2 separate regions of the Sus scrofa genome follow, and region 1 is linked to region 2. A link is a contact called in public HiChIP or PLAC-seq data. All regions are on one chromosome and are shown on one strand. The core of a region is the stretch at or near the end of the contact, and the rest is flanking DNA. Distances in the headings are between cores, read along the strand shown. Region 1 overlaps UBASH3B (ubiquitin-associated and SH3 domain-containing protein B). Region 2 has its middle 44 kb from the start of UBASH3B.

What was found. HiChIP or PLAC-seq counts read pairs in DNA pulled down with a chosen protein or histone mark.
Region 1: a contact with region 2 is called in an H3K27ac HiChIP or PLAC-seq map of alveolar macrophages. The contact joins two enhancer-like sites. A contact is called at or near these places in 2 of 5 promoter capture datasets (fetal liver and liver), 9 of 47 Hi-C or Micro-C datasets (alveolar macrophages, blood, brain and 4 more) and 2 of 2 datasets of contacts at active chromatin or transcription factors (alveolar macrophages and skeletal muscle).

Annotation. Positions count from the first base shown.
Region 1 is chr9:49,716,065-49,721,128 of Sscrofa11.1, reverse strand. All of the region lies in intron 1 of UBASH3B (ubiquitin-associated and SH3 domain-containing protein B), which reads right to left. Among named protein-coding and RNA genes, the nearest start is that of CRTAM, 64 kb to the left of the region's middle. Within about 2 kb of position 2,063, at least 16 of the 83 cell types and tissues checked have an H3K27ac peak or open chromatin away from gene starts, as enhancers often do. A contact at or near this core is called in alveolar macrophages, where this site is marked.
Region 2 is chr9:49,584,498-49,588,976 of Sscrofa11.1, reverse strand. No RefSeq gene overlaps it. Among named protein-coding and RNA genes, the nearest start is that of UBASH3B, 44 kb to the left of the region's middle. Within about 2 kb of position 1,581, at least 4 of the 83 cell types and tissues checked have an H3K27ac peak or open chromatin away from gene starts, as enhancers often do. A contact at or near this core is called in alveolar macrophages, where this site is marked.

The DNA.
Region 1 (5,064 bases), core at 814-3,313, 130 kb before region 2:
TAGTTGAGCCTCCAGATGAGAATATAGCCCTGGCCAAGGGCTTAATTGCAACCAGATGCTGAGCAAAGAACCCAGCTAAGCCTAGATTCCTGACTTACAGAAACGGGAGATAATAAAAGTGTGTGTTTTAAGTCAATACGCTTCTAGTGTGGAGTAAAAGAAAATGAATGGATGTCCACCTTTCCAGGAAAGGGAAAATAGGATGGAAAGTAACATCAGGAGTTCCTGTTGTGGCTCAGTGGTTAACTAATCTGACTAGGAACCATGAGGTTGTGGGTTTGATCTCTGGCCTTGCTCAGTGGGTTAAGGATCCAGTGTTGCCATGAGCTGTAGTGTAGGTCACAGAGCGGCTCAGATCCCGAGTTGCTGTGGGTGTGGTATAGGCCGGCAGCTGTAGCTCCAATTTGACCCCTAGCCTGGGAACCTCCATATGCCACAGGTGTGGCCCTAGAAAAGACAAAAAGACACACACACACAAAAAGTAACATCAATTGAGCATTGGTTGGTATGGCTACCGAGACCAATGTAGCATTAAGAAGGAACCTAGGTATCTAATGTCAGAGATGGGAGGCCTCAGTCCCAGAACCAGTTGAAACTGGATGATCTGATTCCTTTGTCATGAATATATCCTCATCTCACTCCTGCCACCATTTAAACCTGATTTAGGCTGTTACATGGCCAAAAGTCATAGCTTGGTACTTAAGGGAGGGGTTGAACAGAGTGGCCAGGACAGACTCAGAGTCACAGAGTGGGGCTGGAATCTGCAACTTCCCTCTCTAGATGCCAGACCCCACGTAAGTGACCTAACCTCTCTGAGCTCGTTCCCTGGGTAACAAAAGCTCATTCCAGGGCTCTGGTACAGGTATGTGAAATGGCAAGAAGGAATGGCAAGTTCAAGGTCTGCATTCCTCCACCACTGGCTCCCTCTCCACCCCTGCCGACTGCCCTTCCCAACTTTCTCCAACTCTCAGGTTAAGCCTGGTCTGGAATTCTCCTGGACAGAACAGTTCTTGGCTGATGCCTGAGAGGTTTACGCTGCAGCTAAAATCCCAGGAAATTCTACCCTCCCTGTTCCAGCGCAGTGAGGCGGCTGAGAGGTCAGGTTCAATTTCCTGATGTGGCTTACTGCTTCCCCTTTCACGGGGCATGGGGGAGGTGGGGGGGCACTTTCTATATCACAAAGGACTTGAGCAAACACGCTGGGAAGTGAGAGTGGTCCCAGCTCTCCGGGCAGCCTCCTGTCTGCTGCTGGCCCGACTCCCGCCCCCAAGACCATCACCCCTTTGTCGTGTTGTCTGATCCCCTGGGCCTCAGTTCCCAGAGCTCAGAGAATGAGGCAATACCCCCTTGGGTGGGCAGAAAGCACAGTGCCACCCTGGGGACCTTAGGAAGCCTCGTCAAAGGAGGGTTTAGGGTTTTTTGTTTGTTTTTTCTTTTTTTTAAAAAAAAACAAGGTCTTATTTTCCCATTAAATTTCTGGGAGCTGGGAGCCCTTCCACCTCACAAGCCCTCCTCCCTTGATGCTTTAGGAGGAAAGGGAACAGGAACCAGAAGTCAATCAGTAATTTTATTTTATGGATAGAAAAATACAAACCATTCGTCCAGTATCCCATGCATAGCCTGGAATAGCTAGATTTATCAGATGTCTGCTAATACCTAGGACCACGATGGGCCCCTCTGAGCATGATGACGTGTGTATGTTTGTTAAGTGTGTGTCCAAGATCACAAATTCTGCTGACGGTATAGGTATTAAGATATGATATTTAGGATGCTTACAGAATTTCAGGCCTTGGAGATCAATCCTCTCGTGTGGCAGATGAGGAACTAAGACCGCCCAGGTAAACGACAGGCACAGGACGCCAGGTGTCCTAAGTCCCCAAGCTGTGCTCTTGGCACATCACCAGGCTGTGTCTCTGGCTTTTTGGCTTAGACTGTGCTGCTCGATGTCCTTTTGATCTCGCAACACTTCTTGAGCTCCAGGCAGGTGCTCCTGTGCTGAGAGGCTTCTCCCCTCTGTGCGGTCTTGGGTCCTACTTCCTTCTTGGACCTCCTCCCACAGCTGCCCCCGGCCTTACCACAGCCCTCCACACTGAGGCGCTACAGCCTTGGAGAACAGCTCCAACCACCCCCGATGTGAAGGGAGCAGAGTCTGCAAAGAGCCAAACGTGCCCCCTTCCTGGGATGCAGGAAATAAGTGGGGTGCGAGGGGAGGAGGCGGGGAAGGAGGAAGTGTCAGGTAACCATCTTACTTAATCCTCAGGGCACGTCTTTTAGGTGTTTTGCAAGATGGGGAAGCAGAGGCTTAGAGAGAGAGAGGCAGAGCATTAGGCTTAAACTTACAAACGTGCAAGCTTAAGAATCCAATCCAGTTACTGGCTCCAAGGAGCAAGACGTGGTCCTACATTTCCGATTCACAAAGAGTACCTGACTTAGCTCTCTGTGGCTTTCAAGGCCAAGCGTGCCTAAGAATTTTTCACACCATTTATTTTTACTGCCACATTCAAATGTCACCCCTGACTGCGGTCGGCCTGGATTCCTCTCAGGCCAACACATGGTGATCTTATGTCACAATGCAGGGCTTGATTCTTTCTGTCCTAATTAACTGAGGCTCTTCCTTAACCAGCTCGTGAGCCAGCTGCCTAGGAACCCTGTGTCCTGTGTCCCTTGCCCTCCACCACTGGACTGAGGGCAGAGTCTAACTTCTCCATTCCATAGGGCAGGGAACTGAGGCTTGGAGAGAAAAACGACTTCCTGAAGGTCACGGTGAGTTGGTGCAGAGCTAACTTAGAACCCAGGACTCACAAATTATTGTCATGTACATGACTCCAACCCATCACTTCTTCCCACCGCTTTGACTATCCATTGGGTGCCCCCGGGAGAAGGGCTGAGCTGGGGGGACAGCCAATTCTGGTCTGTGGCTCTATCACTGTGTGATCCTGAGCAAGTCTCTGACCTTCCTGGGATCGTGGAAAACGGAAAGGGCTTAGATGGAGCTCAAAGTCCCCTTCCAGTTCCAATGGCCCATGTGTTATGTGTCCTGTGGGTTCTCTTCTCCTTCCTCACACTGGGGGAGGCAGCTGGGCTGTTTCCATTCCCCAGGATGACAGTGAGAGGTAAAACAGAAGAGCCAGATGTGGCCTGATGAGGAAGGGTAGCCTGGCGAGGTTGGGGGAGGGGGGCCATGGAGACTCCTCAGGGGCAATGACACTGGATAGCAAAGCAGGAGTCACACTTACAAACACCCAAAGCAATGGAAAGCGGCCCTCCCTGCAGGTGGCAGCCTCCAGCCTCACTCTGCTTCACCCAGTGGGAAGGAACCATATTCTCTCTAAGCCAAGCGTGCTCGGTCTGACCCCGTCAGCGGCTCTCCCAGATGAAACACAGGTTGGGGGTCCTCCAATTGCTAGTCTGTGTTCAGTAGTGTAGTTAAGACCCAAAGAGAACGACTCTCCAGGAAAGTGAGGAGCCATTTTTGGCTTCTCAGGGAGACAGCGTCCTTGAGGACAAGAGAGAGGGTCCATTGCCACTTCTGGGGTGGCCGCCATATGCTAGAAAGGCAGCCTCCACTATTCTGAGGAAAAGATTAATTTCATCCTGTAGTTTGTCTTTCTTAGCAAATGAGTGTAAATGTGGAAATCCCCTCACTATTGCCATCAACTGTGCTGGCCAATATGCTCGCCACTAGCCACATGCGAAATAAAACTAAAAATTCAGTTCCTCATCACGCTGGCTGCGTTTAAGGTGCTGGTGGCTACCATGCTGGCCGGATAGATACAAACATTCTCACCCCCACAGAGTGCTGAGGGGACAGGGACACACTAGAATATAAGCTCCCCAAGAGCAAGAATGTGGCCTTGTTCATTTCTAGACCTCAAGTCCCTGGAGAGGGGTCTGGCACACACTTGGCACTTAATTAACAACTTTTTTGGGAGGAGGGGCCATGCCCACGGCACACAGAAGTTTCCAGGCCAGGGATCAAAACCGCACCACAGCAATGACAATGCCGGATCTTTAACCCACTAGGCCAGCAGGGAACTCCTTGAATGCATTTATTGAATTCGCAGTTAGGCAGGTTTGATAGGGCAGAGAATACAGTTGTGATGGTATGGTGATAATAGCAACTCAAAGTTACACGTCAGACTTCTTCTAAAAAACTCTGATTTCCCCTAGTGTTCATTCTCTAAGAAGGTTTCTGAGCCCCCATTGGTGCTTCCCTGGCCTGGGTGCTAAGAAAGACAGGAAAAATCAACAAGAGAAGGACGTGAAATGTATTTGGAAGGAGCAGAGGACTAGGAAAAGGGAAGACCCAGGCTCCAGTCCTGATTCCATTCACAGGGGCAATCAGCCCCTTTGAATCTCACTCTCTTAAGCTGTAAAACGAGAATACTACTACTCTCCCCCAGGAGCTGTTTGCATGAAACCAAATGAGATAATATAACAGAATATCCTCTGGAAACTATAGTTTGTGTCATTGACCTTGCCTTCAAGTTGCTTCTGAGTCCCCACTACATGGTCCTTAAGAATACTTTGCCTCATCCACCTGCTCTCTGTGCCTTGGGATCATTACTTCAATCTGTCGTGTGCACCTCCAAGGAAATATTTCTGCTTAAATACCCCTATTATCATGCCCCTGTGCCCCAAAGACCAAAATGGCTCCTTACTGCCTCTAAGATCAAGACCGGTCTCCATCCTCTAATGCTTTTGGTACTATTACATGTCCCATTTGCTTAGGAAGCTCCTAATTCATGACCATCAGATAAGACATTTCTGAGGTGAGAAACTGTTCCTGTTCCAAACACATCCCTGCTCCACCCAGACCTTTCCTCCTTCCACCTCCTCAAATTGCAACTGCTCCCTTGAACTCACCCTGTCTGTAACTCCAGCCCCCAGCAACTCTGGTGCCTCTATTCACCTGGAGGTTTCCCACGCTGGTCTAGGAGGATGCACAGCAATGATGGATGTGACGTGGAGCCCAGTGACTTAACATGGCATTCGAGGAAAGACTGGAGCCCTATTATTAGCCAAGATCATTCCAGAAGATGAGCCCAGCCTCCCAATCCACTG
Region 2 (4,479 bases), core at 332-2,831:
TTTAAATATAAATGGTAGCACAGTTGTTTTCTATGTATTTGGTTTCTTAACATTATGTTTTCAAAACTTTTCCAGGACCTACACCACCTATTCTATTGAAGAGCTATATAGTATTCTATTATATTGCTGAATCATGGTAGGGTATACCTGTTTCTCTCTTGTACTATTAAAGATGCTGCAATTAATATTCTTGTACATGCATATTTGGAGACATATATATATGTATATCTCTGAGGGATCAATCCTCAAATTGAAATTTCTGCATAAAAGGATAATATGTCTCTTCACTCTTGAGAAATCTTATTAAATTTCTTTCCAAAAGAAGTTGTATCAAATTACTCTCTCAACAACAAAATATAGAAACTCTCATACATTACATTATCCATTTTTTATTTTTGCCAATCTAAATTTAAAATGATGTCTAATAGTTTTAATTTGCATTTATTTGAAAAGGTATAATAATAGTGCAATAAAAGTAACAAAAACAGTAACAAGTAATTGTTAAGTAAGCATTTTTGAAGTACTTTGTATATATTTAAATATCTTTTTAAATACTTAAAAGTCATTCGTAATTATTCTGTAATTTCATTCTTATCCTTTGTCCATTTTCTTTTTTTTAAAATATAGCTGATTTACAACATTGTGTCAATTTCTGCTATACAGCAAAGTGACCCAGCCTTACACACACACACACACACACACACACACACACACACACACACGTTCTTTTTCTCCTATGCCATCATGTTCTTTTTTTTTTTTTTTGTCTTTTGTCTTTTTAGGGCCACACCCGAGGCATATGGAGGTTCCCAGGCTAAGGGTCGAATTGGAGCTGCAGCTGCTGATCTATGCCACAGCCACAGCAACGCCAGATCCAAGCCACATCTATGACCTACACCACAGCTCACAGCAATGCCAGATCCCCAACCCACTGAGTGAGGCCAGGGATGGAACCCACAACCTCATGGTTCCTAGTCACATTTGTTTCCGATGCGCCACGACAGGAGCTCCTATATTCTATCATGTTCTATCCCAAGAGATTGGCTATAGTTCCTGGAGCTGTACAGTACGACTTCATTGCTTATCCATTCTAAATGTAATCGTTTGCTTCTGCTAACTCCAAACTCCCTGTCCATCCCATTCCCTCTCCCTTCCACCTTGACCACAAGTTCTGTTCTCTTTGTCCATTTTCTGTTAAGGAGATCAGACTTTGTATATGACATGAAATGAAAATATTTTTCCCTAAAGAGACAAAAGACAAAAAAAAAGAAAAGAAAAAAATTTTCTCTAAGATGTAATCTGTTTTTTGACTTTATGGCCTTTTTAAAATGCAAATTTTTTACATGTGGGAAAATGCATTGCTCTTAAAAAAGTTAAGGACTTCTGGTTTCAGGTTCTGCATGTAGGGAGCTTAGAAGTTTCCACTTCATCCTAGCAACAAGTAAAAAGGCTGAACAGACTGAAAAAAATCAACATTACTAGCATCTGAAAGCCAGATGAGGACACAGGACAAACTGTAGCCAGTCAGATGAATATAGGAAGTCCTGGCTTCCCCAAACAGAGGCTCGGGACTAGAAACCACCCGGAAGCCAGGGCTGGGATAGGAAAAGCAGAACCATCACTGACCAATTGCTTGCTGGAGGCTCAGTGTGCACCAGGCTGAGAATTAAAAACTCTGGGGAGGAGCTCCCATTGTGGTTCAACAGCTTAAGAACCTGAAATAGTGTCTGCGGAGATGTGGATTCGATCCCTGGCCTGGCTCAGTGGGTTAAGGATCCCGCATTGCTGAAAGCTAGGGTGTAGGTAGCAGATGCAGCTCCAATCTGGCATTGCTGTGGCTGTGGGATAGTCAGGAAGCTGCAACTCCAATTTGACCCCTAGCCTGGGAATGTCAATATGCCACAGGTGTAGCTGTAAAAAGAAAAAAAAAAAACAAAAAACACAAATCACTCTAGGGAAACCCAGTCATGGGGGACCTCCACCATACTCTGGGAGTTCTACCTCTGGGAGCTTGATCATATTCCCACAGTAAATTTTGGAGAAAAAGCCCCTAGTGCTTCTGGCAGGGGTAGAGGAAAAGGAACATTTATATATTTATTTATTTATTGGCCATACCTGTGGCATGATGAAGTTCCCAGGCCAAGGATCAAATCCACGCCACAGTAGTAACCTGAGCCGCAGCAGTGACAACAGTGAATCTTTAACCTCTAGGCCACCAGGGAACTTCTGAAAAGGAACCATTTCCCAACAAGCCAGAGCCTTCTACTTTTCTTAACAAGGCCTGCCTTCAGGGGAAACTAGTTTGTTTTTGATTTTTTGCTTTTTTGAATTTTCTAGGGCCGTACTCGTGGCATATGGAGGTTCCCAGGATAGGGGTCTAATTGGAGCTGTAGCCACTGGCCTACGCCACAGCCATAGCAACGTAGGATCTGAGCTGCATCTTCGACCTACACCACAGCTCACGGCAACGCTGGATCCTTAACCCACTGAGCAAGGCCAGGGATTGAACCCGAAACCTCATGGTTCCTAGTCGGATTCGTTAACCACTGAGCCATGATGGGAACTCCCGGAGACTAGTTAACAAGAGTTTAACCTGCCAGGGTACTATCAGAGCCTAAGTGACCTGGGGAGGGAACTACCCCACACTAGCTCACTCCAACCATCCTCTCCCACTTAAGGAGGGGGAAAGAAACCCTGAGAAAGTCTTGTGAAGTTTGCAGTGCCAAGGCTCAGACTCACTTAAAGACTAAGACCTTGAGTCCCACTGTGGCTCAGCAGTAATGAACACAACTAGTATACATGAGGACAGGGGTTCCGATCCCTGGCCCTCCTCACTGGGTTAAGGACCTGGCGTTGCAATGAGCTGCGATGTAGGTCACAGATGCAACCTGGACCTGGTGTTGCTATACTGTGGTGTAGGCTGGTAGCTGCATATGCCTTGGGTGCAGCCCTAAGAATACAAAAAAGACCAAAAAAAGAGAGAGAAATACCTAGGTAAATATCTAGTTATGTGCAAAATATGTGCAAGATCAATCTGAGGAAAACTATAACACTTTGGTAAATAACATCAAAGATTGAATAAGTGGAGAGATATTCCATGTTCATGGATCAGAAAACTCAGTAATGTCAAGATGTCAGTTCTTCCCAACTCAAGATCTATAGATTCAATGCAATCCCAATAAAAATTCTGGCAGGTTATTTTTGTGGATATTGACAGTCAGATTCTAAAGTTTATGTGGCAAGACCAAAACCTCCAAATAGTCAACACAATATTGAAGGAGAAGAATAAAGTTGGAGGACAGACACTACCCAACTTCCAGACTCACTGTAAAGCTACAGTAATCAGAACAATTGATTGGTATTGGTGAAAGAATGGACAAATAAGTCAATGGAGCAGAATAGAGGGTCCAGAAACAGATCCACATAAATACAGTCAAGGGATCTTGGACAAAAGAGTAAAGGTAATACAATGGAGCAAATGTAGACCTTTTAACAAATGGTGCTAGAAGAATTATATACTCACATGCTCTAAAAATTGTTTCACTGCCCTAAAAATACCATGTGCTCCACCTATTCATTCCTTTCCTTTCAGTGGTTCCCCTAGGCACAAACCTTACACCTTTCACAAAAATTAGCACAAGAGGAATCATAGCCCTAAAACATAAAATGCAAAACTATAAAATGCCTAGAAAACAACAGAAGAGAAAACTTATATGACTCTGACTATAGTAATGAATTTTTATTTTTATATTTTATTGTATTTTATTTTTGCTTTTTAGGACCACCCTGTGGCATGAAAGTTCCCGGGCTAGGGGTCAAATTGGAGCTGCAGCTGCCAGCCTTCGCCGCAGGCACAGCAACACCAGATCCAAGCTGTGTCTGCTACCTATACCACTGTTCAAGGCGGCACTGGATTCTTTTTTTTTTTTTTTTTTTTGCTATTTCTTTGGGCCGCTCCCGCATATGGAGGTTCCCAGGCTAGGGGTCGAATTGGAGCTGTAGCCTCCGGCCTATGCCAGAGCCACAGCAACGCGGGATCCGAGCCGCGTCTGCGACCTACACCACAGCTCACGGCAACTCCGGATCGTTAACCCACTGAGCAAGGCCAGGGATCCAACCCGCAACCTCATGGTCCCTAGTCGGATTCGTTAACCACTGCGCCACGACGGGAACTCCTGGCACTGGATTCTTAACCCATTGAATGGGGCCAGGGATTGAACCCACATCTTCATGGACGCTAGTCAGGTTCATTTCCTCAGAGCCACAACGTGAGCTCTGTGATGAATTTTTGGAAACAGCATCAAAGGTACAATTCACAGAAGAAATAATTGGATCACCTGGACTCTATTAAAATGAAAAACTTCTGCCCTGAGGAAGATATTGCTAAATAACAAAAAGAAAAGCTACACAGCAGGATAAAAATATTTGCAAAAGACACTTCTGATAAAGGAACGATGTTCAAAGAAGTCTTAAAATTCA